6 separate regions of the Mus musculus genome follow, and regions 1, 2, 3, 4 and 5 are each linked to region 6. The links are chromatin contacts, called in public ChIA-PET and promoter capture Hi-C maps. All regions are on one chromosome and are shown on one strand. The core of a region is the stretch at or near the end of the contact, and the rest is flanking DNA. Distances in the headings are between cores, read along the strand shown.

The links. Promoter capture Hi-C pulls out the DNA fragments that hold promoters and counts their contacts. ChIA-PET counts read pairs in DNA pulled down with a chosen protein or histone mark.
Region 1: a promoter capture Hi-C map of pre-B cells shows a contact between it and region 6. The contact joins the promoter of Stoml1 here to the promoter of Csk in region 6. A contact is called at or near these places in 7 of 39 promoter capture datasets (the C10 cell line, the HPC-7 cell line, HPC-7-derived erythroid cells and 4 more), 1 of 15 datasets of contacts at CTCF or cohesin (the NIH/3T3 cell line), 4 of 484 Hi-C or Micro-C datasets (B cells, LSK cells, Th1 cells and 1 more) and 5 of 115 datasets of contacts at active chromatin or transcription factors (double positive thymocytes, large pre-B cells, memory CD8 T cells and 2 more).
Region 2: an RNA polymerase II ChIA-PET map of memory CD8 T cells shows a contact between it and region 6, with 11 read pairs. The contact joins the enhancer-like site here to the promoter of Csk in region 6. A contact is called at or near these places in 3 of 39 promoter capture datasets (the C10 cell line and pre-B cells), 4 of 484 Hi-C or Micro-C datasets (B cells, CD4 T cells and Th1 cells) and 4 of 115 datasets of contacts at active chromatin or transcription factors (embryonic stem cells, large pre-B cells, memory CD8 T cells and 1 more).
Region 3: a contact with region 6 is called in a promoter capture Hi-C map of erythroid cells, with 10 times the contacts expected there. The contact joins the promoter of Islr2 here to the promoter of Csk in region 6. A contact is called at or near these places in 8 of 39 promoter capture datasets (the 3T3-L1 cell line, HPC-7-derived erythroid cells, cranial neural crest and 5 more), 1 of 15 datasets of contacts at CTCF or cohesin (large pre-B cells), 7 of 484 Hi-C or Micro-C datasets (the N1E-115 cell line, embryonic stem cells and pro-B cells), 5 of 115 datasets of contacts at active chromatin or transcription factors (double positive thymocytes, embryonic stem cells, pancreatic cancer cells and 1 more) and 1 of 9 other capture datasets (embryonic stem cells).
Region 4: a contact with region 6 is called in an RNA polymerase II ChIA-PET map of memory CD8 T cells, with 18 read pairs. The contact joins the promoter of Ptpn9 here to the promoter of Csk in region 6. A contact is called at or near these places in 1 of 39 promoter capture datasets (cranial neural crest) and 2 of 115 datasets of contacts at active chromatin or transcription factors (bone marrow-derived macrophages and memory CD8 T cells).
Region 5: a contact with region 6 is called in an RNA polymerase II ChIA-PET map of memory CD8 T cells, with 109 read pairs. The contact joins the promoter of Snupn here to the promoter of Csk in region 6. A contact is called at or near these places in 2 of 39 promoter capture datasets (erythroid cells and pre-B cells), 5 of 484 Hi-C or Micro-C datasets (B cells, CD4 T cells, CD8 T cells and 2 more) and 3 of 115 datasets of contacts at active chromatin or transcription factors (T-cell acute lymphoblastic leukemia, memory CD8 T cells and pancreatic cancer cells).

Annotation. Positions count from the first base shown.
Region 1 is chr9:58,250,604-58,255,081 of GRCm38.p6, reverse strand. Stoml1 (stomatin-like 1) reads right to left here and starts at 1,918. Exons shown (of 7, transcript NM_026942.3): 1 at 1,683-1,918; 2 at 42-148. The coding sequence starts at 1,815.
Region 2 is chr9:58,273,948-58,277,992 of GRCm38.p6, reverse strand. No RefSeq gene overlaps it. Among named protein-coding and RNA genes, the nearest start is that of Stoml1, 23 kb to the right of the region's middle. Within about 2 kb of position 2,607, at least 285 of the 459 cell types and tissues checked have an H3K27ac peak or open chromatin away from gene starts, as enhancers often do. A contact at or near this core is called in B cells, Th1 cells, embryonic stem cells and 3 more, where this site is marked.
Region 3 is chr9:58,199,200-58,203,607 of GRCm38.p6, reverse strand. It overlaps Islr2 (immunoglobulin superfamily containing leucine-rich repeat 2), which reads left to right and starts at 1,323. Exons shown (of 3, transcript NM_177193.5): 1 at 1,323-1,656; 2 at 2,236-2,328; 3 at 3,625-4,408. The coding sequence starts at 3,633. It also overlaps the pseudogene 1600029O15Rik.
Region 4 is chr9:56,992,323-56,996,592 of GRCm38.p6, reverse strand. It overlaps Ptpn9 (protein tyrosine phosphatase, non-receptor type 9), which reads right to left and starts at 1,625. Exons shown (of 13, transcript NM_019651.2): 1 at 937-1,625. The coding sequence starts at 999.
Region 5 is chr9:56,948,324-56,952,452 of GRCm38.p6, reverse strand. It overlaps Snupn (snurportin 1), which reads right to left and starts at 1,545. Exons shown (of 9, transcript NM_178374.4): 1 at 1,500-1,545.
Region 6 is chr9:57,642,609-57,647,099 of GRCm38.p6, reverse strand. It overlaps Csk (c-src tyrosine kinase), which reads left to right and starts at 1,447. Exons shown (of 13, transcript NM_007783.3): 1 at 1,447-2,105.

The DNA of each region.
Region 1 (4,478 bases), core at 669-3,168, 610 kb before region 6:
TTGTGCCTCCCCACTCCCCCACAGCATCCAGCCAGCCCTACCTTCAGAGCAAACCAGCCGGAAATGGGGAAGGTGAGCAGCAGCAGCAAGAACCCCAGGACACTGACGAGGCCATGGCAGAGACAGGAGGGCCAGCTCTCCGGCGCGTCTGGGGGCAAAAGAGCAGAAGCAACCACAGAACACCAGCTGGGCCTGGCAGGACAATTTCAGGCACCGTGTCCCAGAGTACAGTGGGCCATGTGTATGTTTTGCCTGTGTTCTGCCCCAAAAGCTCCCCATAGCGAGTTAGGGACCTCCACCATAACTAACCGGTACAACACCCTACAGGAGACTTTTCTCTCCCAGGTGAGAGCCACAGAATCTGAGAACATGATCCATTCGATTTCTCATTGCTGGACATAGCATGGACCAACAAGCCCTTGCCTAATGAGTACCGCCCACCCAAACCTGGAATAGAGAGCACTCATGCTGGGTGGAGTGGACACTGCTGGTGTTAACACATTCTACTGGCCACACCACAAGTATGCTTTCAAGGGGTCATTACAGAGGAAAGGCTTCAGCTACTAAGGATAAAACTAATGCTCACAAGTAACAGTCACAGTGGGACTAAAGTGCTAGTTTAGTATTTATTCCCACTTTAATGCCCTGAAAGAACTATATCTATATCTATATCTATATCTATCTATCTATCTATCTATATCTATAGTGTACTTCAATTCAAGCCTTTTGGCAGGAAGAACTAAGAATCCTGAATGGGTGTTGAGCAAACAGGCCCAGAATCTGGGGATGAGCTTGCTATCTGTTCTCTCCTCCCCAGCCCTAGACAGGAAGGTGACAAGAGACGTCTGTTCTATCCTTCAAGAAGCCCCTGCCTGCAGGACAGTCTAAGTCATAAACTAATTCCTGACCTCTTCAGGGAAGGAGGAATCCTAAGAACCGGGCAGAAGAGCCGGGCGTGGTGGTGCACGCTTTTAATCGCAGCACTTGGGAGGCAGAGGCAGGCAGATTTCTGAGTTCAAGGCCAGCCTGGTCTACAAAGTGAGTTCCAGGAGAGCCAGGGCTATACAGAGAAACCCTGTCTCAAAAAAAAAAAAAAAAAAAAAAAAAAAAAAAAAACCACAAACAAACAAAAACAACAACAACAAAAAAGAACGGGGCAGAAAATGGAGGATTCGTTCAGCATTGCCAAAGCTTTCAATGCACCGTCAATACAGGAGAACCACAGAGGACCAGAATACTCCAAGGACAGTCAGGCTTTGGAGAGAGGAAGCCAAAGCAAACAAGCCAGGCAGCTTGCAGGCCCAGCTTTCTGTTCTGTGCATCTTCACCAGGACACAGGAGACTCCTGCTCCCTGCGCTGCTACCCTAGGGCGACTCTTTTTCCATTTCTCTACAAATGCCTTGTGGGTTATGGCTCCCTCTGCCTAGGGCTCTGTTTTCTTTCTATGCATGATGGGCTATCCTGGAAATAGTAACGGGATGGGCTAAGATTAGGGAAGATGGGGCTGCGCGGCTTCCAAAGCTACAGCTGGTGCCGTAGGGAGAACAAATCGGTGGTAGCATCCCCACACCTTGTCTGGCACCCACTTCATATCCTATCCCCTTCACTCTCCTTCCTCCTAGAGGCAGAGAGTACAGGTCTTGGGGTGCCCCTCTGTCCGCGGTGCTGGGTAGCCACTCACCGGCCCCCGGCCCCACGCTGCCCGGCTCTGGGGACAAGCAGCCCTTCTGCGAACCCAGAAAGCCGAAGCTCGACTGCTGGAAACGATCAAAATCCCCTAAGGGCAGTGCCCGGTAGCCAGACCTTCCAAGCATGACTTCTAACCGGGACACGCCCCGATCCTCTGCTGGGAGACTGCCCTGCCCAGCCTGTGGCAGCTCCGCCCCTCCTCGTTCCCACTGCTTCCGGCTTTACTCCGTCACTAACAACAGTGGCTGAGTAGGATCAGGAATCAGGCCGGGTCCACCATGCCTGCCGCTCCACAGCACCCCCTGCGCTGGGAGGACCGAACGGCGGGAGCACAGTTTGGGGATGTGGCCTTGGTTCTAAGGTTGAGGCTTCCTGACCACCTCCTACCTGGCCTTAGGAAAGGAGGCAAGGAAGTTTGGCTTTAAAGGAGCATTGCAGGAGCGTTTTCTCCAGAAGCAGAGAAATGTTTTTGGCCTCAAACCATTCCTCCAAACTCAACACACTTATGAGTTATGGGTGTGCTTATCCAGATGTAGGATTTCTTCTGGTGTGGTCAGCAAACTGGTATTTTTTGTTTGTTTGTTTCCCCACAGCCAAGAAAACAGAGCCTGCCATACAGAGTCCTGTTCTTATTTGCTTAATGATGGCAGATCCAAGTCACTGTGGACAAGTTGAAGTCAGAAGGCCCCAACTTTGGTATAAAAGAAAAATTTCACATGCAGACACCCCAGGAATCCTGGCAGTGGATGGTGGTGGTGGTGGCTGCAGCAGCAGCAGCAAAGCATTACATGAGACTCCTTGATCCAGGCACTTGAGGTAACTTTGTCTTTCCGTGGCTTCAGAAAGCCCAAATGAAGGTAGAAAATATACCCCAGTAGGATGCTGGGAGGCTGGCAGGAGGCCATTTTACAAAGCAAGAAAAGACGAATCTTTCCCAGTCTTGCCTCCCTGGATCCTTGCCATAGCTCATTTCTAAGTTCCCCTGCCTATGACTGCTAGCCTGGCTAATTTTATGTCAACTTGACACAAGCTAGAATAATCTGAAAAGAGGGATCTCCAATTGAGAAAATGGTTGTGCTGTAGGCAAGCCTGAAGAGCATTTTCCTAATTTATGATTGACGTTGCAGGGCCCATTCCATTGTGGGTGGGGCCAACCCTGGGCTGCTGGTCCTGGGTTCATTAAGAAAGCAGGCTGAACAAGCCAGTAAGCAGCATCCTCCATGGCCTTTGCAGCAGCTCCTGCATCCAGGTTCCTGCCCTATTTGAGTCCTGGCTTCCCTCATTGATGGACCACCATATGGAAATGTAAGCAAAATAAAGCCTTTCCTACCCAACTTGCTCTTTACTCACGGTGTTTTGTCACAGCAATAAAAACCCTAAGATGAGTTGGTACCGGGAGTGAGGTTTTAATTAATTTCAAATGTAGTCAAGTTGACAACCCAGAATTGCCATACAAGTCCACCCCTTGCCAACTTGACACACAATCATATCTTCTTATCAATTTCCAAGTGAAAACATTAAGCAAATCATAATAATACCTAAACATGATATAACTATCTGACATACAATTACAAACACATTATATTTAACCATGTTATAATTACACCTAACCAGATAAAACTATCCCTCATACAACTGCAAATGCATTGCAAATTTAGAGTAGATGCCAGGCGTGACGGTGCACGCCTTTAATCCCAGCACTCGGAGGCAGAGGCAGGCAGATTTCTGAGTTTAAGACCAGGCTGGTCTACAAAGTGAGTTCCAGGACAGCCAGGGCTGTACAGGGAAACCCTGTCTTGAAAAACCAAAAAAAAAACAAAAAACAAAAAACAAACAAACCAAACCAAACAAACAAACAAAAACAAACGAACAAACAAAAAATTTAGAGTAGATGACAATGTCCCTTGAGGGACATTCTTTTTTTTTTTTTTTTGAATTAATTAATTTATTTCATGTATGTGAGTACACTGTCGATGTCTTCAGACACACCAGAAGAGGGCATCAGATCCCATTACAGATGGTTGTAGCCACCATGTGGTTGCTGGGAATTGAGCTCAGGACCTCTGGAAGAGCAGTCAGTGCTCTTAACCCCTGAGCCATCTCACCAGCCCCCTAGAAACATTCTATTAGTATCTCAGACTTCAATATGATAACCATTGACATTCTATTAATAGATGTTACATCACATAATTTAAAAAATTGAGGAAAGAAAACACAAATATTTGTACACAATATAACTGATCTTGGCCTAATTTTTTAAAATATTTACTCAAAATATTTATATGAGTACACTGTAGCTGTTTTCAGACACACCAGAAGAGGGAATCAGATTCTATTACAGATGCTTGTGAGCCACCATGTGGCTGCTGGGAATTGAACTCAGGACCTCAGGAAGAACAGTCAGTGCTCTTAACCGCTGAGCCATCTCTCCAGCCCTTGATGGGCTAATTTTAAAGGCCAAGGGATACTGGTCAGCTTAGATGTATGGCCTCCACAGTCTCCAGGATGTTGGGTCTCCCTTTAGAACCCATCTCACCACAACTCTAAGTTTACAAAAGCAGGAACCTGTTACCATCCCTTTTAATCAGTTTCACATAGGAACAGAGAATAGGCACATAGGGGCCAGAAAAGTGGGTGGGAACAGACTGAAGTTAGAAGCCAAAGGCACTGGCCAATGAGAGTGTCAGCAGGTGTGTGTTTTCCTCACCCACTAGTTTCTGGATTGCTTTTTCTTGGTCAAAAAGCTAACTTTGTATCTCTTGTTTTCTTCACCACTGCTGGCCAGCTC
Region 2 (4,045 bases), core at 1,358-3,857, 630 kb before region 6:
TGCTGGGATTAAAGGTGTGTGCCACCACGCCTGGCCTATTTATGTTCTTATGGGACATCCACACTCTTCTCCAATGAAGTCTCTGTTCAAAAGTTCCTATTTTAATTGACTTATTAGTACATTATTGTGCTTATTTGTTATGCATTGTGTGAGTATCCCAGTCTGTCAGTCTGTGACTTGCTTTTTTTTTTTTTTTGTATTTTACTCTTTGTGAATGAGTGTGTGTGTGTGTGTGTGTGTGTGTGTGTGTGTGTAGCTCTGACTGTCCCAAAAATTGAACTGAAGACCAGGTTGGCCTCAAACTCTCAGAGATCCACTTGCTTCTATCTCCTGAGTACTGGAACTAAAGGAGTGTGCTACCACTTCCTGACTATAATTCTTTTTTTTTTTTTAAAAGTATTTATTTATTATACATAAGTACACTGTAGCTGTCTTCAGACACACCAGAAGAAGGCATCAGATCTCATTATAGATGGTTGCTGGGATTTTGTTGTTGTTGTTTTTGTTTTTTTTGTTGTTGTTGTTGGTGGTGGTGGTGGTGGTGGTTGGTTAAAGGCGTGCGCCACCATGCCAGACAGGTTGCTGAGATTTTTGAACTCAGGACCTCCAGAAGAGCAGTCAGTGCTCTTAACCACTGAGCCATCTTTCCAGCCCCTGACTATAATTCTTAAAGAGCAATGGTTTTAATTTTAGTGAGAAGCATTGTATCAGATTATTTTTTTCTGCTATATACTGTGGGATTTTGTTTTTGTGTTGTCCTATCAAAGAAATACTTATTTAAACAAAATCACAGATATTTCCTTTTCTTTATATATTTAAGTGTATGGATTTCTTGCCTGAATGTAATGTCTATGCACTGTGTGTGTGCAGTGCCAGAGAAGGCTGGAAGAGGGTATCAGATTCTCTAGAACTATAATCAAAGATGGTTGGGAGCTGCCATGTGGATGCTGAGAACCACACCAAGGTCATCTCTCCAGCATCCCATGTTCTCTATTTTGAAAATATTTTTCTTAAACATGGCTTTAAATTGTGCTCTGCACATTTTGACAAATTGTATTATTATTCTCACTTAATTAAAATATTTCTAATATTCTCTCCTAATTTCTTCTTAGAACCATAAGTTATTTTAGAGGCCTGTTGTTTGATTTCCAAATCCTTGGGAGCTTCCCAGATATTTTTCTGTGACTGATTTATAGCTTAGTTATCATGATAGAATATATTTCAAATGATTCCAATTATTTTTAATTCACCAAGGTTTGATTTATGGCTCAGAATGTGGTCTGAGTGAAGACTACAATTCACTTGGAAAGAATGTGGGTTTTGCTGTTGTTGGGTGGAAAGTCTCACGGATAAATTATCATCAGATTAAATTGGTTAGTGCTCTTCAAGTTACCCAATGACCCATAACCACTCCAATTTTGCGCACTTGCTTTTTACTGTGCGGAGAGGGGACTCTCCCTTCTGTCTCTCAGCTCCATGGTTTTAACTGTCTGTTTCCTGAGACACTGTTCTCCCGTGCACATACCTTGGGAACTGTTGTCTCCTTTGACGAGCTCACCCCTTGAACTTCTGCCCTCCAGGTCACTCCAAAGTCTACTTCTCACTGCCTTTGGACTGCTTTCCCTTTGGCTCTTGTTTATATAACTTTAGCTTTCTTTCTTCTTTTTGTTTTGTTTTGTTTTTGTTTTTGTTTTTTTGAGACAGGGTTTCTCTGTATAGTCCTGGCTGTCCTGGAATTCACTTTGTAGACCAGGCTGGCCTCGAACTCAGAAATCCGCCTGCCTCTGCCTCCCGAGTGCTGGGATTAAAGGCGTGTGCCACCACACCCGGCAACTTTATCTTTCAAAACAACCCAAACTGACTTCAAACTTCCAACCCTTCTGCCCCAAGTCTGAGGTTAATTTGTGCCACATTCTCCTCTTGCTCTCCCACTAGTGGTAAGTGTGGTTACAGTTACTCACTTGTGCAAGCCTTGTAGAAGCTGGGTGTGGATGTGGGTCACTGTGTTTGGAGCCAGTAGGGTGCTTCTGGGTGCTGCTGGCTTCTTCCGGCCCAGCTTCCTAAGAGCCTATGTTTTTGGTCTTAGAAGGTGGGATTCCCAACAGTGTTTCTGTGCCTGAGACAGAGTTCCTGTCTCACCTACAGGGCAAAGGTGTCAAAATTTTCTTCTTTGCCTGGAGAGCAGAGTCTTGGTTCCTGCCTCGTCTGCAGCAGCCCTGGGGCCAGGTAACACACAGTTTTGGCAGCTATTCTAGGGAACCAGTGTGCTTCCGATGCACAAGCAGGCAGGAGCTGCAGGGTATGTGTGCTCCTGCCAAGTGGTGCTCCCTGTCTCCCAGCCTTTCTCCTGCATAGCCAGGAAGGGCACAGTCTTGCTTCACCCCCACATTTTCTGCCCAGGAGAACAGCTGGTCTTGTCTTTCTCAGGAAGAGCTTGCCACTGGAATTCCGTTTCTAACTTGCCTCTGACCTCAACTCTGACCGCTTTAGTAAATCCTGCCTCTTCCTGCTACAAAGTAACCTTCCTGTTACGATGTAACTGACAGCTCTCCTGTGGCTCTCAACAGACTCAGAATGACTTTTCACATATGCAAATAATCAAAGGGTTTTCCACCCACACGCATGTCCTCTGCCTGACTCCTGATACCCTCTGAGGCAATGTCCCTAGCTAACAGTGTCTTGAGGATTTTTTTCACTTCTCAGCAGCTTGAGTCACACTTGCTTCCTCTGGAGTGGCTGGCTGCCACCACCCCCCCCATCCCCCCATGCACTGCACTGTTCCAGTGCGTGACAGTCCTTAGTCACGCCCCCTCTCCTCTTTCTAGTCATACTTCCATTTGACTCAAGTTTCAAAACAACCGGTTCTTTTTAAAACTAAAAACGGATTTACCAGAAGGCCCAGCAGTTCCAGTGTCTCACATTTATCCCAGAGAAAATGACATTTATTTCCCCAGTAGGACCTGGACACAATGTTCACAGCAGCTTTATTTGTAATAGCCCCCAATAAATAAAATACTTGGATATTTTCCCAAATGTAAGTAGGTAAGCACACTGGTTCGTTCACATCCAAGACTGCTTGCTACTCAACAATGAAGAATGAACTCAGCTTTGGTGGGTGGGCCTCCTGAGAAAATGCTGAGTGAAATTGTATCAAAGAACACTATGGACAGGAATCTATTTATATACCAGTGGGGTGAAAGAACTGATTCACTGACGAGGGTGAGTTGTTCTCAGGGACTAGGAGTAGGAGAGAGACTGTGGTCACCTTAAAGGGGCAGCCTGAGGGAGCTGTGAAGGTGTCTTTGCAGCTCCGGGCTAGGCATTAGAAATGACTGCACAGGCCAAATGAACACTCTCACTTCCAACAAGCGATCTTCTGATTCTTGGACAGCTCACCCTGAAGCTCAGTTCCATTCTAATGATAACTACCTGGAGAAGGCTTTCAGCTTCAAGGCCTTTTGTTTTGTTTTTGTTTTTTGAGACAAGATTTCTCTGTGTAGCCCTGGCTGTCCGGGAACTCCCTCTGTAGACCAGGCTGGCCTCGAACTCAGAAATCACCTGTCTCTGCCTCCCAAGTGCTGGGATTAAAGGCGTGCGCCACCACCACCCGGCTCAGCTTCAAGGTCTTAAGGGCTTGGCCCCACCAACCAGGGTCAAATATCAGTTCCGGCATTTCTCCTTAACCTAAGACAATCCGGCTTCTCAGACTTGATGATTTGCTAGTTCACAGAAAACAAAACATGTTCTTTACAGCTTACTGGTTTGTGTAAAAGATGTGACTTTGAACAGCCAAATGGGAGGCACACACAGAGGGAGGGCTTCCTTGCCTCCTCCCTCAATTGTCCTGGGGGTTTGTTTCTATGGCTGTGATAATCATCTTGACCAAAAGCAGCATGGGAAGGAAAGGGTTTACTCTGCTTACTCTTACACTTCCACATCCACATCACTGTTTGTTACTGAAAAAGGCGAGGGCAGGAACTCTAGCAGCGTAGGAGGCCATGGAGGAGTGCTGCTTAGTGACTTGCTCAGACTCAGAGCATCCACG
Region 3 (4,408 bases), core at 74-2,573, 560 kb before region 6:
CTGAGGCCTTGTCCCAGGTTAGAGCCTTGTGCTGGACGGCCTCAGACGTACAGGATTCCAGGCAGGGAGGAGTCAGAGTTCTCATCTCCTCTCCCTTCTCAAAGACATCTTCCCTGGATCGCTCAAGCACCCTCTCCTGGTTCGGTCTGTGGGGTTTCCAGGCCCGAGCAGGTGTGAAGTTCTAGATTCCGAACTTGGCTGAGTTTGTGGGGGTCCCATCAGCCCGTAGCCAGGAGTAGGAAAGAGGGAGGGACCAAAGTGAGCACACACCAGTGTGTTCATATTTAATTTACAAAGGAGCCTCAGAAACCCTGCCGGGTGGTCCCTTTAGATGCAGCGTTCTTCCTGCATCTCTCTGCGCCCCCCTCCCTAGCTCATTAAAATGCTTAACACTCAAATCGGGGTATTGATCTCTGCAGAGGCCCCAAACACACTGCCATCCAACCAAGACAGAAGACTGACTCTGATGAGGGCTGGGAGACCCCAGCACCCCAGTATTACAGTGTATATGAAAGAGAAGGAGGGGACTCTCTACACATCTCTCAAAATCTATGCCCCCTTACCAGTTCTGGCTAGCAGCTCTGTCTCCTGGGATGCCATAGGCGGGGGAGTGAGATGATGCATTTTAGTCAAATCCCTAGACATCCCTTGAAATTCTCCTGCTCATCGCTAAAAGAAATGTCCAGGGTTTGCCAAAGAGAACAGCGAGTCCCGAGTCTGCTGAGGCCAGCTGTTACATGAGGGTGTGAGATGGCAGGGCGGTGGCTGCTGCCTAGGCTTTCACAGTGTGTGTGTGTGTGGGGGGGGTGCGAGCATGCAGGGGTTGATGGCCAGCTTGCTAGAGATGCTGAGAGGATACTGAGGAGCGGGGTGGTGGTGCAGGAAATGCTCAGGGGTTGTAAGTCCCTAGTCCACAGCACTCAAGAGGAGCAAACGGTTTTTGTAACTATCCTGGTCCCTGTAGCCACTATTAGTGGGCAACCTTGGTGTCCTGTTAGCCCGCAGCAAGCAAGGGCAGAGTGAGACACTTGGGTGAGTTCAACCTAATGTTTTAGGAGCTCAGAAGACACCCACTCCACTGTGAGCACTAGGTAGCCCACGGGCAGTGGAGTGCACGCGCTGGTTTTGCCACAAAAGACCTGAGCGTGGAGTTCAGGCTCAAGAGGCTGAGCAGGGTCTGCGATGGGCTGGGGAGGTGGGCGTCTCCTCTCCGCGCACCCTGCAGGGCTGCGCCTACTAATCTGGCGAATTAGTCTGGCGGTGATTGGGGGTGGAGGGGAACCAGGATTTGTATCTGCCCAGATCCAGGCAAAATATGACAGAGAGGGTGAGGCGTTCTGCTAACACTATCAATTATGCATCGTGTTGAACGAAGCTTCGGGGAGGGGGAGGCTAGCAGGCGGCAGGAGGAAAAGGGTCCGGGAGAGCCAGGCAGCGCAGTTCAGCAGGTCCCACTGGAGGTCTTTCTGCGCCACTGCTTGCTTTGGAGAGGGGGGAAAAAAGTGTTTAAAGGCAAAGACACGCCCCTCCAGTCCTATGCTTTTCTTTCTCCCAAATTCCTCAAAGATGGTTTGTCTCACGTGTTGCGGGGCGTAGAACGGCTCGCATTCAATTAGAAGCGAAGCTCGCGGGCGCTGGCGGGACGGGCGCGTGAGGGTGAGTGAGCGTGGATATTTGTGTGCGCGCAAAAGAGAACGGTGAGTGTTTGAGTGAAGGTGTGCTTGTGAAAATGTGTGTGAAAGTAGGGAGAACTTAGCGCGTTGACGCGATTATTACATGTTGACGAGTAGTTCTAACCTGTGAAAGTCATGTGAAGATGTGTGTGTGTGTGTGTGTGTGTGTGTGTGTGTGTTGGGGAGGGGTTTGGAGACATAAGGAGGAATAGTGACAATGTCATCGAATGTGTAAATGTGGGGAGAAGTAGAAAATGGGTGCTAGGGGTACGGTGGGCTGGAAAGGGCGGAGCCTTGGGCTATGGGCGTATGGAGCCCCTTGAGACCGACAGGTCTCAGCCTGAGGTGAGTAGAGGATCTCTATGGCTTTAACAAATGTAAACGCAGCACGAGGTGGGAGACTGTGCGCGTTCCCGCCGAGCACGGGGGCGCGCGACCGCTCTCAAACCTGCAATCCTGGAGAAGTAGGGCGAACAGATAAGGAAAGAAAAAAATTGAAGTAGGACTTTGGGGCCAAGGGGAGTTCTTTCAATGCACTCCCCCTTTCTCCCCACCGCCACAGCAACAGATGCCAGAAGCTCCCTTAGACTGTCACCTGAGTCTGGAGACCGGCTCGCAGCCCCACAGCATCACACTGCAAGTCAGAGAGCAGCAGGTAAGCAGTGGAAGGGCCCCACAACCTCAGTCCACAGGGTCGATCCAGCCTAGTCAGGGTTGGGTGGCTGTCTGGGAGGAACAGGGAAGGGAGGTGCCTCCTTTAGGAGCAAAAGCAAGAAGGGACCCGCTAATCTCAGAGACAGGGTGTAGGAGAGGGTCTTCCAAGACTGACAGGACCCTCAAGTTGGGGCAGGGAGTCTGTGTTAATATATTTGTATGTCTAGAGACAGGGGATGCACTCAGGCGTCTTAAGGCTCTAGAGGGAAGTATAGAACCTTGGACTGTCTCCAGGCTTATTAGCTAGAGACTGTTCCCTAAAAACCTGTGGGCAGAGGGATTCGCCTGGGCTCTGTGAATCCAAAGAGGAAGCTTTATTGACTGTTTCCACAACATGCCTGCTCTAGTCAGGGGGTAGGATTTTCTTCTCAGAGGAAAGCATGGTTGAGCAGTTGTGACTTCCTGAGGGGAGCTGCAGCCCAGGGCAGGGAGGTGAGAAGGCAAAGTGGGTGGAGGCTGCCTAGATCCCCCACACCACACCTCACAAGTTCTCCATGTTGCATCGGCTAGGGGTTCGGTCTCAGAGTAGGGCAGTGTGGCACCTATGTCTCTGAGTGTGGCTGGTTCACATGAGGACTTGTGTCCCTGTGCCTGTCCCTTCTCACTGTACACAGGAAAGTGCTTTGCTTCCTGGTGGAGAACACTGTGGTAAAGCTGCATTGAGTTGGGAGAACAATGAGGTCCCCAGGGTATATTGTGTAGATGTTTGGGTTGCCCGTATTTTTGTGTCTATATAACTCATTGTGAACCTCCTAACAGAGTCTCGCTGCCTTGTAGTGGGATGCAGCAGGGAGATGCCTGAGTTTTTGTTTGCGCTGTTGTTGCTTGTGAGGAAGTGTGTGCGAGTGCTATGCGTGGGACAAAGGATTCCGAAGAAGACAGTTAGTCATGAACGAACATCTTTCTGCATCTCCATTTCACTGAATTAAATGAAGATAGAGAAAGAAGGGTCTGTATGGGGCCCATTGCAGACCACAAGCTTTGGAGGGGGCAGTTCCAGATAAGGGGATAGATGGGAGCTGGGGGTGGTGTGGGGGAGGATACTTCATGCCCTCTGGAGAAACAAGACAGTTTCTGAAAGCAAGCCTTCATTGAATATGCAGGCTTTCACTGGTCTCAATTCAGTAACCAAGGTGTCTGGAGCCTACATAGGTTTAGAAGGTAGAGTTTGTTAGGGGAGGGAGAGAGGTGTGGCATAAGTGACCATTTCCCCCTTCACCTTGACTTCCCTCTGCAGGAGTCACGATGGGGCCCTTTGGAGCCCTGTGTTTGGCCTGGGCTTTGCTAGGAGTGGTCAGAGCGTGTCCCGAGCCTTGCGCCTGTGTTGACAAGTACGCCCACCAGTTTGCAGACTGTGCCTACAAGGAGCTGCGCGAGGTCCCAGAAGGACTGCCAGCCAACGTGACCACGCTTAGTCTGTCTGCCAACAAGATTACGGTACTAAGGCGGGGGGCCTTCGTCAACGTCACGCAGGTCACTTCGCTGTGGCTGGCTCACAGTGAGGTACGCACGGTAGAGTCAGGGGCATTGGCAGTGCTGAGTCAGCTCAAGAACCTCGACCTAAGCCACAACCTTATATCCAACTTCCCTTGGAGCGACCTTCGTAACTTGAGCGCGCTGCAGCTGCTGAAAATGAACCACAACCGTCTGGGATCGCTGCCCCGGGATGCACTCGGCGCGCTCCCGGACCTGCGCTCTCTGCGCATCAACAACAACCGGCTGCGTACCCTGGAGCCCGGCACGTTCGACGCACTAAGCGCGCTGTCTCACCTGCAACTCTATCACAACCCCTTCCACTGCAGCTGTGGTCTCGTGTGGCTGCAGGCCTGGGCAGCGAGCACCCGGGTCTCCTTACCGGAGCCCGATTCTATAGCGTGCGCCTCGCCCCCTGAGCTGCAGGGCGTGCCCGTGCACCGCCTGCCCGCCCTGCCCTGCGCACCCCCCAGCGTGCGTCTGAGCGCAGAGCCGCCGCCTGAGGCACCTGGCACCCCTCTGCGCGCAGGCTTGGCTTTCATGTTACA
Region 4 (4,270 bases), core at 376-2,875, 650 kb after region 6:
TATGGCCATATTTGAGCACAGCTTCTGTTTGGATATGAGCAGTGCCAAGGAGAGAAGAGCAAGAGCCCAATCCGTGGGGTTCTGAATCTCATCTAGTCCGTGTTTCCACAGCTGGAATATGGGGGGGGGGGTGTAAAGTTATAAGAGCGCTCGCTAGGCTTCTCGCTTACAGAAACCCCTCAAATGATAACGCAAGCTACTACTTTCTGGGAATTTAAGATCTCAAGCTTTAAAAAGGGACAATGGAACTCCAGTGTGGGCTTCAGAAAGATGGAGACTGTCAGATGAGGTGGGGGCAGGGAAATGGGGACGAGGGTAAGAGCCTAGCCTGGGAAAGCAGAATAGGGAGGTCAAGGCCAGGGACTTGGGGAGCTAGAAAAGGAACAGATCTTTCAGGATCTGTCCAAGTAGGCCCGTCACAGCAGTCTGAAAGCCTGAAGGGCTCCTTTGAGAATCTGGGCCACCTCTTTACCAGCGCTACCTCCCCCCATCTTGGGAACGGAGACAACCACCTAGGAATCCTCCCCCCAAATGGCTTTCCTTGCCCTTGAAAACAACGGACCCTCGAGAAAAAAAAAAAAAAATGCAAACGCTTCCAGAGAGTAGAAGGGCCTGGGACAAGGTGTCCTGCAGTCATCCAGTGGGGAGCCCGCCCCAGTTCGAGGAACTTTAATATTCATTGAAATGGAGCAGCACGGACCCCCCCCCCCCCGGAAGTCTCGAAGCATAAGAATCTCAGAGCCAGGGGTCCCACGGCTCCGGGGCTGGGCTGGGCGATGGCCTGGGGCGCGGTCTCCGGCCCGGGGAGGCCAGCCCGCAGGCCTGAAATGCGAGCAGGAGCCGCTGAGGGCCCGGGGCGAGGAGCGCAGCCCGGCGAACAGAGGCCGGCCTAGGCCTCGGAGGCTCGGACACACCCACCGCTGCAGCGGCGCTTACCTGCTCCTCCTCGGGGGTCAGCTCCGGCGCCATGTCCGGCCGGGGCGCGGTCGCCGGCTCCATCCCGCCGCCGCCGGGGCAGGTCTGGTGGGCGAGCGCCAGAACCCGCTGCACTCGCGCTCCGCTTCTGTGGCCCGGCGCCTCAGCAGCTCTCGGTCGGCTCGCGCATGGTGCGAGCGCCCGGCGCCCGCGGCGGCTGCCAACGCCGCTCCTGCTGGCCGGGGAGAGCCCGCTGTCGCTCCCCGCGGAGAGGAAATGCCTCCTGTTTGCTTCACTCCTTTCCTCACGCCACCCCTCCTGTCCTGAGGAGGAGAAAGTGCGGGCGAGGAACTAACAGCAGTTCGAGGTCTGCTTGGCTTTCTTTCTTTTTTAGGAGTCCACAACTTTTACAGCCACCGCGAAGGCGCCTGGCGGGAGTTGGAGGCCGTCGGCCTTCCGAGCCGCTTAACCCCCGGGGCAGAGCTCGCCGGCGCCTCGAGACCGCCCAGCCCGGGCGTCCACGGGGATGCGGGCCCTGCGAACTGCTCCGTGGCCTCGCGGCCCAGTTCCTCAAAAGCCGCCGCGGAGACAGGGAGGGCGGGCGCGAGCGAGCGAGGAAAAGGCGTCCCCCTCCCGGCTCAGGGCCAGCGCTGCGGCCTGCGCCGCGTCCGCCCGAGCCCCCCACGGCTCCATTGAGAAACTGAGCATCTCATTCACAAACAGGAGCCGGGGAGGGCCGGGCCGGACGGGGACGTTGTCCGAGAGGGGGAGACAGAGAGGAGCTGGGAGGAGGGGAGGCTGAGCGGAACGGAGCGGCGCGGCGGGGGAGGGGCTGCGGGGACGAGAGGCGACTCCCCTACGGGAGCGGGAGGGAGACGCGACTGGGAGTTAAAAGAATCCAAAACTGCGCGAGGACCGGTGCCCTTCCCGGTATTCACGGGCGGCTTCTACCTATTCGTGGTAGGGTCTGAAAGGTTGCCTGTGAGGTCCAAGATGCCTCGGATCTGACAGATAAGCAAGGGCCGCATTTCTTTGCTCAATGAATGTATCCTGTAGTCCAGCATCATTGTAGCTAATTGTAATCGGGTACAAAGAGAGAGTGAGGAAGAGACAGAGAGAGACATCCTGTTTCAGAATTCATTCAGGAAGCCCACAGCCTTTGCAAATGCATGATTTTACTCTAGGGTAAACAGCAGAGTCTGGGTCTCTCAGGATAGGAGCATTGAGAAGGCAGGGCTGGGCCTACTGTGATTTTTTTTATCATGTTAGACCAAAGATAAGTATTCTAGAAGGATTTCAAGAAATCGGAGTGCCACAACTAGTCCCCCCAGGACTGAAGTCCAGAAAGAACCAGGGGATGGGTCTTCGGAAAAGAAAATGCTATAGGTTTTGATGCCCATCTTGGAGAACTTTTTAAAAAATAAATTATATATATTCTTAACTCCATTTTGGCACCAGTGCAATAGCAGCTTCAGGGTTACCTCTGCTAAGTTTTTTCCTTTGTGTGTGTGGAGGGTCAGGGGGCCAGGAAAGACAGAGTTTTGAGAAAGGATCTCTATGTACCCCTGGCTGTCCCAAAATTGGCTGTGTAGACCAAGCTGGCCTTGAACTCACAGAGATCTGCCTCTTGAGTGAAGGAATTAAAGGCATGTCCATGCCTCCTTGCCCCTCAACTATGTTAGTTTGTCTTTTGCCACCAGTAAAATGAACTCTACGCTGAACTCAGGAACCTACTCAGGAGTTGGTTTCAGTATTGAAACTGGAAGACAGTCTATAACAAGTCTATCTGCACACCAGACACTGCACTATGCACTGGAGTTAAAATAAGACAGTATAAGATAATGGAAGATGTATCAGGAAGTAAAATAATGAAGACACTCAGGGACTCGCGTGATGGGTCAGTGGTTAAGAATACTGGCTGACCTTGGAGTGGATCTGGGTTCAATTCTAGTACCCACGTGGTAGTATAGAACTTTTAAGGAGCATGTGATGTATAAACATACATCAGGAAAAAAAAAACACCCATACATGTTGTACTGGCTAGTTTTGTGTCAACTTGACACAGCTGGAGTTATCACAGAGAAAGGACCTTCAGTTGAGGAAATGCCTCCATGAGATCCAACTGTAAGGCATTTTCTCAATTAGTGATCAAGGGGGAAAGGCCCCTTGTGGGTAGGACCATCTCTGGGCTGGTAGTCTTGGGTTTTATAAGAGAGCAGGCTGAGCAAGCCAGGGGAGGCAAGCCAGTAAAGAACATCCCTCCATGGCCTCTGCATCAGCTCCTGCTTTCTGACCTGCTTGAGTTCCAGTCCTGCATCCTTTGGTGACCAACAGCAGTATGGAAATGTAAGCCGAATAAACCCTTTCCTCCCCAACTTGCTTCTTGGTCATGATGTTTGTGCAGGAATAGAAACCCTGACTAAGACAAATTGGTACCAGCAGAGTGGGGTATTCCTGTGACAATCTGACCATGTTTTGGGGAGGACTGTGGAAGGACTTTAGAACGTTGTGCTTGAAGATCCATCCGTTGTTAAGAGCTCTGTCAGATGTTGTGTAGGAGCTTGGAAGATAATGTTGAGAACACCGCAGAAGATGGAGCTCTGGTTTGTGAAATTTCAGAGGGAAAATTAAAGACTCTTTTCAGGGCCATTGCTGTTTTGATTGTGAAGATTCTGTAGTTCTGGTTAGCTGGGGCTGAAGAATCAGCTGTGATTAACAAGATACCAGAACTACCAAAGCAAAAACTTTGCATTACTGGGACTATTGATGCTGGTTAGCTGGAGCTAAGAAATTAGCGGTGATTAAGAAGAGACCAGCATCATTGAGGTGACATCTTCTGGGAAGTGTTTTCTGAAAGCACAAAGAGGCTGTGTTCCAGAGATGGCCAAGGTTGTACTCCTGCTGCAGCAGGACTTGGTAATATGTAAGGTTCACCCAGGTGGTACTGGTTTTGAAGGCATGAAGGGGTCACGCAAAGCAGCTGAGGCTCGGTACTGTGAGAGGCCATGGAAGGCCATTGGTGAAGGTGCAGCCTCAGTTGCAATTGAAGGCCCAGGACTGAAGGGGTCATGCAGTGTTTTGGAGATGCCAGTACCATGAGATGACCACCAAGAGCAGCAGCAGCAGTGGGGTACAGGCATCTGGAGCCTAGAGGATGATGTGTGTGCTACAAAGGGCCTGGCTGGAGAAGTGACCCAAGCCCTTGGAGGAGCCCAGAAGATCGTGAGTTGGATCCCAGACATTGGACAGTTGGAGATTGACTTTTGCTTTTGATTGTGACTGTGCCCTGATATTTTCCCTCTTGAAGGAAGAAACTGTTTTAGTGGAGCCCACAGTTAAGAGACTTTTAATTGTA
Region 5 (4,129 bases), core at 296-2,795, 690 kb after region 6:
AATCTGGTCCGTCAATGTAGCTAAGCAGCTGGCTTTGTAGCCCAGTGACAGTGCTTGGTTTTGATTGATTTGGGGATGGAGTGAGGTTAGTGAGCATCTTAACCATTCAAATATACAGTTCTGCAGTGGGAAGTACCTTTACACTGTTATCAACTGTTTCCATCTTGCAAGAATGCACAGGACAGGATAGGACAGGGTGGAAGGGTACTGGAGAGATGGTTCAGCCATTAGGTTAAAAGTACTGGTTGCGGGGCTGGAGAGATGGCTTGGCGGTTCAGAGCACTGACTGCTCTGCCAGAGGTCCTGAGTTCAATTCCCAGCAACCACATGGTGGCTCACAACCATCTGTAATGAGATCTGATGCACTCTTCTAGTGTGTGTCTGAAGACAGTTGCAGTGTACTCATATAAATAAAAATAAATAAATCTTAAAAACACACACAGCACTAGTTAAAAAAAAAAAAAAAAAAGAGAGTACTGGTTGCTCTTCCAGAGGACCTGGGTTTCATGTGGTAATTCATGACCACCTGTAAACCAATTCCAGGGAACTAACTGGAACTCTCTTCTGACTTTCTTCCCAGCATGGCACCCATGTGGTGTGCAGACATGTAGGCAAAACACACATACACATATGCATATAGGAAAATAAACAAATAAAAGAACAAAGGATGGTGCCATACCTCCACTTGGTAAAGTACTTGCCAAAGTGCGCACCATATTTGCACCAAGCCTTGGGTCTGAAACCCAGGAGAAAAAGAAGAAAGCTGCATTCCTATATCCTAAGACATTAAAAATACTTTTTTTTTTTTCTGTTTTGTTTTGTTTTGGGGACAGGTTTTCTGTCCTGGAACTCTCCTTGTAGTCCAGGCTGGCCTCGAACTCATAGAGACCTGCCTGCCTTCTGAGTGCTGAGATTAAAGGTATGCAACCACCACACCCGGCTAAGAATACTTTCTAAGAAAATTTGTTAAAAGTGACTATTATCAGTGTGGATTTAAGGTGTGCATCAGAGTGTTTGTAAAATAACCGGGAGTATTCAGTAGATAATTACTGAGCTTCCCCGTCAAGGTATCCTGAAGTATGCCATAGAAATGATCCCTAACAGGACCTTACGTGTCATACACCTGCAATGGCAGCAAGGCAGGAGGCCGAGGAAAAGAAGCGAACTAATTCCTAAGTGTCAGGCTCACCCAAGCCTCTTCTCCAGCCCAATAGATGCTCCCACCACACGTCCGTGAACTCTGCCGCCCTCCCCGCTACTGTCTCTCTAGCAATGGAGTCGTTTGTCTTTCGGTTACAGAATTCTCCCTGCCACACATAAATGTTCCTCATGAGTTTGAGCCAGACTGCCTGGAATACAACGACAAAAATATGGCCAAGTCCAAGTCCCCAAGACTGGCCAGCCTCCCCAGGTAACGGCTGCGAAGCCAGCCCTGGGTCATCAGAAGAAGTTTGAGCTTGCGGCTGAGAGAACGCCAAACTAGACAGGGCCAGACTTACCGCACGTCCGTACCACTCGCGCACGCCGCCAGTGCCTGTGCCGACTGACCAATTAGGTGCCTTAGCGGAGCTAGACACGCCCCGCTCAAGCTTGCACTCGAACTTCCGGCTCCGCCTACCGTGGTGCATCGCGGGAGTTGAGTCGGGCAGGACATTACTTCCGCCCTGAACTGAGCGACTCTTCTCCCTAGGGAGGGGCTTCCAGATTTGGTTTAGGCTTTTTCGGGATTCTAGCGAGATTGTCCGCGATACGGAGCCTTCAGTACTGATCGCAAACTTGCCCCGGATCCTTTCACTGACAAAACCGTGACTTCGTGGCCGCCACCTCTCCGGGTGTGCCCAAACTCGAGAGTTGCACTGACAGCCCTTTTGTCTTGCTTGTGCGATTTTCTGAATGGCTTTCAGGTTTCGAACTAATAAACGTTTCTTCCCTTCCTTTTTCCTTTCCCTTTCTTTCTTTCTTTCTTTCTTTCTTTCTTTCTTTCTTTCTTTCTTTCTTTCTCTTTCTTTCTTTCTTTCTCTCTCTCTTTCTCTCTCTCCTTTCTCTCTCTTCTCTCTTTCTTTCTTTTTCTTTCTTTCTTTCTTTCTTTCTTTCTCTCTCTTTCTCTTTCTCTCTCTCTTTCTCTCTCTTTCTCTCTCTCTTCCTCTCTCTCTCTCTCTCTCTCTCTCTCTCTCTCTCTCTCTCTCTTTCTTTGTATAGCCCTGGCTGTCCTGGAACTCACTTTGTAGACCAGGCTGGCCTCGAACTCTGAAATCCGCCTGCTTCTGCCTCCCGAGTGCTGGGATTAAAGGCGTGCAGGCGTGCGCCACCACTGCTATCCCTATTCTCCTTTCTAACATGACGCGGAAAGGGACCTGGCTCGATTCCTGATAGGTAACGTTCAGCATTTGAGTGCAGCACTTAGTCCGGTTTGAAAGTAGTTACATGAGTGACCGAGATTTAGGAGACCCTAAGCAAACCCATACATCGTGTCTGCAGGGTAAGACTTCTAGCATGTAAAATGAAAACAGGACTTGCTACTTAATGCTTATAATGTGAGCCAGATGCGTTGCTTCTAACACCTCAATGAACTGGGGTGTGGCTAGGGATGTTGCTCAGCAATCAATGTGTTTGTATAGCCTGCGCTAAACTTGCAGTGGCACCACCCTGTAATCGAACAACAGGGGGTGAAAGCAGGACTGGCTGGTAGTGCTAGCACATGCCTTTAATGCCAGCTTTCAAGAGGCAGAGAAAGGCAGATCTCTAAGTTAAAGGACAGCCTGGTCTGCAGAGTTCCTGGAAAGTCAGGAGCCCTGTGGGTGGTGGTGGGGGAGTAATTTGGCCAGGGTTGTCAGGAACCATAATGGGACAAGCTAATAACTAGCAGTTGATCATCCTGAAGTGGCCTGCTTCGGATTATTATTATTTTTTCTTTTCTTTTTTTTTTTTTTTTTTTTTGGTTTTTCGAGACAGGGTTTCTCTGTATAGCCCTGGCTGTCCTGGAACTCACTTTGTAGACCAGGCTGGCCTCGAACTCAGAAATCCGCCTGCCTCTGCCTCCCAAGTGCTGGAATTAAAGGCGTGCGCCACCACCACCCGGCTCGGATTATTATATAATTTGTGACAGGTGAGCCCTTATTAAGCGAGGCTGTAAGGGACTCATTTTAGGAGAGATTCCTGCTATTAATATGCTTCTCCTGTTATTATTAAATATATATAACAATCACTAAGTAGTAGCACACCCCTTTGGAGTAGATCTCTGTAAATCAACGAAGTTGTACTATCTTCTAGTGATGCTATATAGACAAATAGATGACTTAAGTCTTAATAATGATCCTATAAGAATTCCTAAAATTATATCCATGACTATTAAGCTCTTTTATAATAGGACTGCTATTAGGTCCTTTTCTGATAGTCAAAACTGCAATGAGAACTCTGCCAGTCTCCCTAGTGTCACCAGTTAATTGCTCTTAGATGGTAACCAGACTTTCTCCTACATTCCAAGAGGTTGTAAAACAATTACCCAAAGATTATAAAAGGGGAACTAACGATTTATTACAGGTGCTAGGACAGAAGATAAGATATTGACTGGGTTTATCTATACAAAACTTGACTTATAACTTAGTTGTGGGTTTTTTTTTTTTTTTTTTTTTTTGAGACAGGGTTTCTCTGTATAGCCCTGGCTGTCCTGGAGCTCACTTTGTAGACCAGGCTGGCCTCGAACTCAGAAATCCGCCTGCCTTTGCCTCTCCAGTGCTGGGATCAAAGGCGTGCGCCACCACGCCCGGCTTTTAGTTGTGGTTTTAAACCTTCGGTGAACCTGTGGAGCTGAGACAAGTGATGGATGTTTAGCTAGATAACTACTCCTAATGGATATGCATGGAAACAATCTGTTGTAAACTTCTATTTCAATTTATATTTGATTTTCTATGTGAACTTTTGATGTACTTTTTAACATATGATCATGTAATCTTAAAGATGTTTAAGGTCTGAGGACAAAGAGTCAGATTTGAGGGACTGAGGTGAGAGGAACGGAGGTGAGAACTGAGCTGAGAGAGGAACTGGGCTGAGGAGAGGTTTTTTTTTTTTTAAGATTTATTTATTTATTATATGTAAGTACACTGTAGCTGTCTTCAGACACACCAGAAGA
Region 6 (4,491 bases), core at 198-2,697:
CCATACAGGAGCACTGCTTGCTCCTGTAGCTGAGAGCAAATTGCTCCGGGAGGATCCCGGACTCCTCATTAACAATGGTGCATAATAACAGCCCGTGTTTAATTGAGGACTCACCACGTGCCACTTGCGCACCGAGCACTTCAAACCTATTAACTCATTTCCTCTCCACAAAACCTTACAAAGTTGGTGGTACCGCTCTTGCTCACTTTACCAAACCACAGTGGAAAAGGACAGACAGAGATTAGCTAACTGGTCCGACGTTGTTACACAGCCAGTGACAACTTCCCTATTGCATCTCAGCTGAAAATAAAGCCCGGAAGAGTTCCAAGAAGCTCTGTGGTTCTTTGGCCCTGTAGCTTGCAGGACTGACCGCATCTCTTTCTGCTTTCCCCTACACACGAAGTAAGTCAGGTCTCCCTGCTGTGTTCCCAGATCTAGAAAATCAACCCATGTTCCCTTCTTTCCTGTTTCTTGTGGACCTTGTACCTTTTTTTTTTTTTTCATTGTTTATCAATTTGTTCTTTGTGACAATATTTTTGCAACAACCCCTCATGAGAATTTGGCAGATATAGAGGTTTTAAGAAGTGGACTCCGGCCGGGTAGTGGTGATGCACACTCTTTTTGTTTGTTTGTTTTATGTTTTGTTTTGTTTTTCGAGACAGGGTTTCTCTGTGTAGCCCTGGCTGTCCTGGAACTCACTTTGTAGACCAGGCTGGCCTCAAATTCAGAAATCCACCTGCCTCTGCCTCCTGAGTGCTGGGATTAAAGGCGTGGGCCACCACCGCCCGGAAATGCACTCTTTAATTCTAGCACTTGGGAGGAAGAAGCAGGCAGATCTTTATGAGTTCGAGGCCAGCCTGGTCTACAGAGCAAGTTCCAGAGCTACATAGTGAGACCCTGTCTCAGAAAAACAAAAGATAACAAAAAAACTACAAAGGAGGAGAAGGAAGAAGAGGAAGAGAAGGAAGAAGAGGAGGAGGAGAGAGGAGAAAGGAGGTGGAGGAGAAGGAAGGAGAAGGACGGTGGTAGACTACAGAGCAGGGGCTGTGTAAATGCATGCTTACTGTCCCAGAAGAGTCTAGGCCTAGCCTCCACTATAGAAAGAAAACTTCGCTGGGGGGGGGGGGGGGGGGAAGAGGAGGAGAAGGAGGAGGAGGAAGCAGAGACGGTGGTAGACTACAGAGCAGGGGCCGTGTAAATGCATGCTTACTGTCCCAGAAGAGTCTAGGCCTAACCTCCACTCTAGCAAGGAAGCTTCGCCTAGAGGAAGCTGAGAGGTTGGCTCTAGCATGCTGGTGGCCCTCTGAAAGGACCTTCGGGAGCCTTCGCGAAGGCCAGCAAGTGGGGGCAGGGCGTAGACGCGGACACACCCCCCGCATTTCCTCCAAGGTCCAGCAGAGGGCGCCGACCCACGCCCCGCTGCTCGCCCGGCAGGCCCCCTCGCGCAGGCGCGCCGCAGCGGGCGGAGGATCCGGGCCGCGCTTCCTCTCACCAGGCCTGCGAGCTTCCTCCCATCGGAGCCCGGGCGAGCTGAGGTTGGCCGCCGCCGCTGAGCCTGCTGCCTTCCTTGCGCTTCCGCGCCACCCTGCGCCCTGCCCCGGGGAATCCCACCGGGGTGGGGTCCGAGCAGGGCCAACCCGGGCCGCGCCGCCGTCGGGGCCGTCCCCGGGCCAGCCGTCCCTCCCGCCTGGCCAGCCTCTGGCCGCCCAGCCTCCGGGGTGTGGGGCTTAGGCAAGCCCTGCGAGCGGCGATCGAACGCCCGGGGCGGCCCCCCGGCGGCGGCGCGACGTCCCCAAACCGAACCTCCGTGGCCGCGTTCGGAAGCGGAACTCTGCCGGGGCCGCGCCGGCTACATTGTTTCCTCCCCCCCGGACTCCCTCCCGCCCCCTTCCCCCGCCTTTCTTCCCTCCCCGCCTGGGGCTGCGCGGCAGTCCCCCTGCCTGTCTGGCTCCCCTTCCCTCTCTTTTCGCATCCATACACCTCTTTGTACCGCACCCCCTGGGGACCCCTGTGCCCCTCCCCTCCCCCTTGGCCGCATGGACTGTCCTGCAGGCCACTGATGCCGCCCTCGGTGAGGAGGCCTGGACCGCAGTGCCCCCAGAGAGGTGAGTGCTGGGCAGCCCCAAAGGAGGTGGGTGTCCTAATGCCCCCTAGAAGGGAGGAGGTCGCTCGTCCCGCCTCTGTAGCCACCACCGCCGCGCCCACACCCATCCCCCCAACCCCCCACCTCCCAAACGGGTTCGAATTCTCCCGGGAATCACTGTCAGAACACTACTGGGAATGAGCCACAAGGGAGGTAGTACTACCCAGCACCACGAGAGAATTGGCTTAGGTCTGCAGAGTCCTACCTTCCCACCCCCCAACTCCCGTGAGGAGAGCAGAGTGGGAAGTGGCTGGACCCCGGAGGAAGAGAAGTGGTATGGGCCGGACTCCCGGGCGTTTGCCCTTTCCCGTTCAGGGCTTCCCTGAAGGTATCCTGGCTTGTCTGGTTCTGAACTCTACTTCAGTCGTTGCACAGAGGTTCTATTGGCTCCAAGCAGCCCAGGGCCATGCCACCTCCCTTTGTGCCTGATAGAAGGCCGGGTCCTTGAACTAAGCCTGTCACCCTTGACCTGCCAGAGGATCAGGCTTAAAGCAAGGGACCTCTGACCCTTGGGTGGAGAAACTGGGCAGGGCTTCCAGTCTGCGTAGAGGTGACACTGGGCATTGGTACTGTACCCCGTTCCCCCCACCCCCACCCCCAGCATCCTCATCAGTCTATTTTCCCAGGCTTCTCAGGACCCAGACCAGTTATTTGGAAGGGGTGTGTCCAGTCACTGGATCTTTGGAGCTTAAGTAGGAGTTTTTTTTTTTTTTTTTTGATCATTTTGTATAGCAGGGAACTGAGGCCCAAGGGGCAGGTCATATTCCAGGCTCCTGATGGAGGGAGGCTAGCTGTCTCTCATTCCCACTTCTGCAATGATGGATGGCTGGAGGTGGAGGGGAACCAGACCCACTCTGTAACTACCAGGGACACTGGCAGTCTCCAGCCTGACCCAAGAGGGACCTTGTGGGGTGAGCGAGCACGTGTTCCCTTGCAGAGGGCTAGAGAAGAGGGAAAGGGCTTCCGGCCTCAGTGCTGTCTTCTTACAGGCCGAGATATCGTATGCATTGCTTATAAGACTTCCTCTCAGTGCGTGGGACTGGGTCCTAATCGTGTGGGCCATCTGTGTGGTGTGGTGTGGTTAGGTGTGCAGAAGCCTGGTTCTGGGCAGCTTTGAAACAGCCTGGTAGTTAGTTCTGACCCTGCCTTTCCCACATTTACCAGATGGCTCAGTCAGAACCTGAATGGGGTCAGCGTAGGCAGAGTGGCAGACAACCTTGGACTGAAAGTGTCAGTATGGGGGAATGTTGACACTTGGGGCTTGTTTCTGTCTCCCTGGACCCTAGATGTCGTAGTGTCTCGGTAATGGCCACAGCAGGATCAGGCCAGAGGCACTAAGGTTGGCAGAGCAGCAGGATCTTCTAGACCCCTCAGGATGCTGAGCTCTGCCTAGGCCCCCGTGAGCCACAGGCTGTTTTGTCTTGCTCAGGCCCTTGCCCTTGGTTAAGGTTTTACCCATTGCTCTAAGAAGCACTGGGGTGGGGGTGGGGTATACAGTCACATCGCCTCATGCCGACCCGAACTTCTTCTGTCTAGCCTTAGGGGTTGTGGCTAGGCCTGACATGGCTGGGTGCTTCTTACTAACTTGGCTGCAAGGGTGTGGCCAGAGTCCAGAGATCTTTTAGAAAGCAGCCTCATTTAGGCTAGCACATGTTCGAGGCTCTGAGTTTTGTTTGGTGAACTAATTTTCCCCGATCAGCAAGGGCTGGTCTTTCTGTAAAAGACCAGGAAAGCAGGTGCCTTCCTCACTACAAGGCACTGCTCTTCAGAGGGCAGTCCTCATGGGGAGGCCCACAGCAAGTGTTGATAGAGAGCAGAGTCCAGCTTCCTTCACGCTAGTAGAGGTAGGGATGGAAGCCAGAGGCCCATAGTGTGACTCAACCTCCCCCATAATCCTTCTGGATCCCACTGGAATGGTAGGACCACCCAGGTCCATCTTTTGAAGAATGTCAAAGCCTTGACATGTAGCCCTCAAAGCACAGATGTTGAGTGTGGGAAAGAAGGCAGAGAGATGTCTGAGAGAGTGTCCCAGACGGGCATGGATGCTCTGTAGCAGAAAAGTCCTGAGTAGCTGGGCCAGAGCTGAGGGGCAGGCAGGACCTGGGAAAGTTAGTCTGACTTCACATGAAAACTCTATGCTTGTTGATTTTATTCTTTACAAAGCAGTGAGGGCCGCGTGGGCTGGCATGCACCTGTAATCCCAGCGCTAGGGAGACCGAGGCAGGAGGGATTCCAAGTTCAAGGCTAGCATGGGCTCCAGACTGAGATCCCATCTTTAAAAGAGAAGAAAGGAAGAAAACAAACCCCAGAAATTTTAGAAAATAAAACAAGAGGGCCCAGTAATTGCC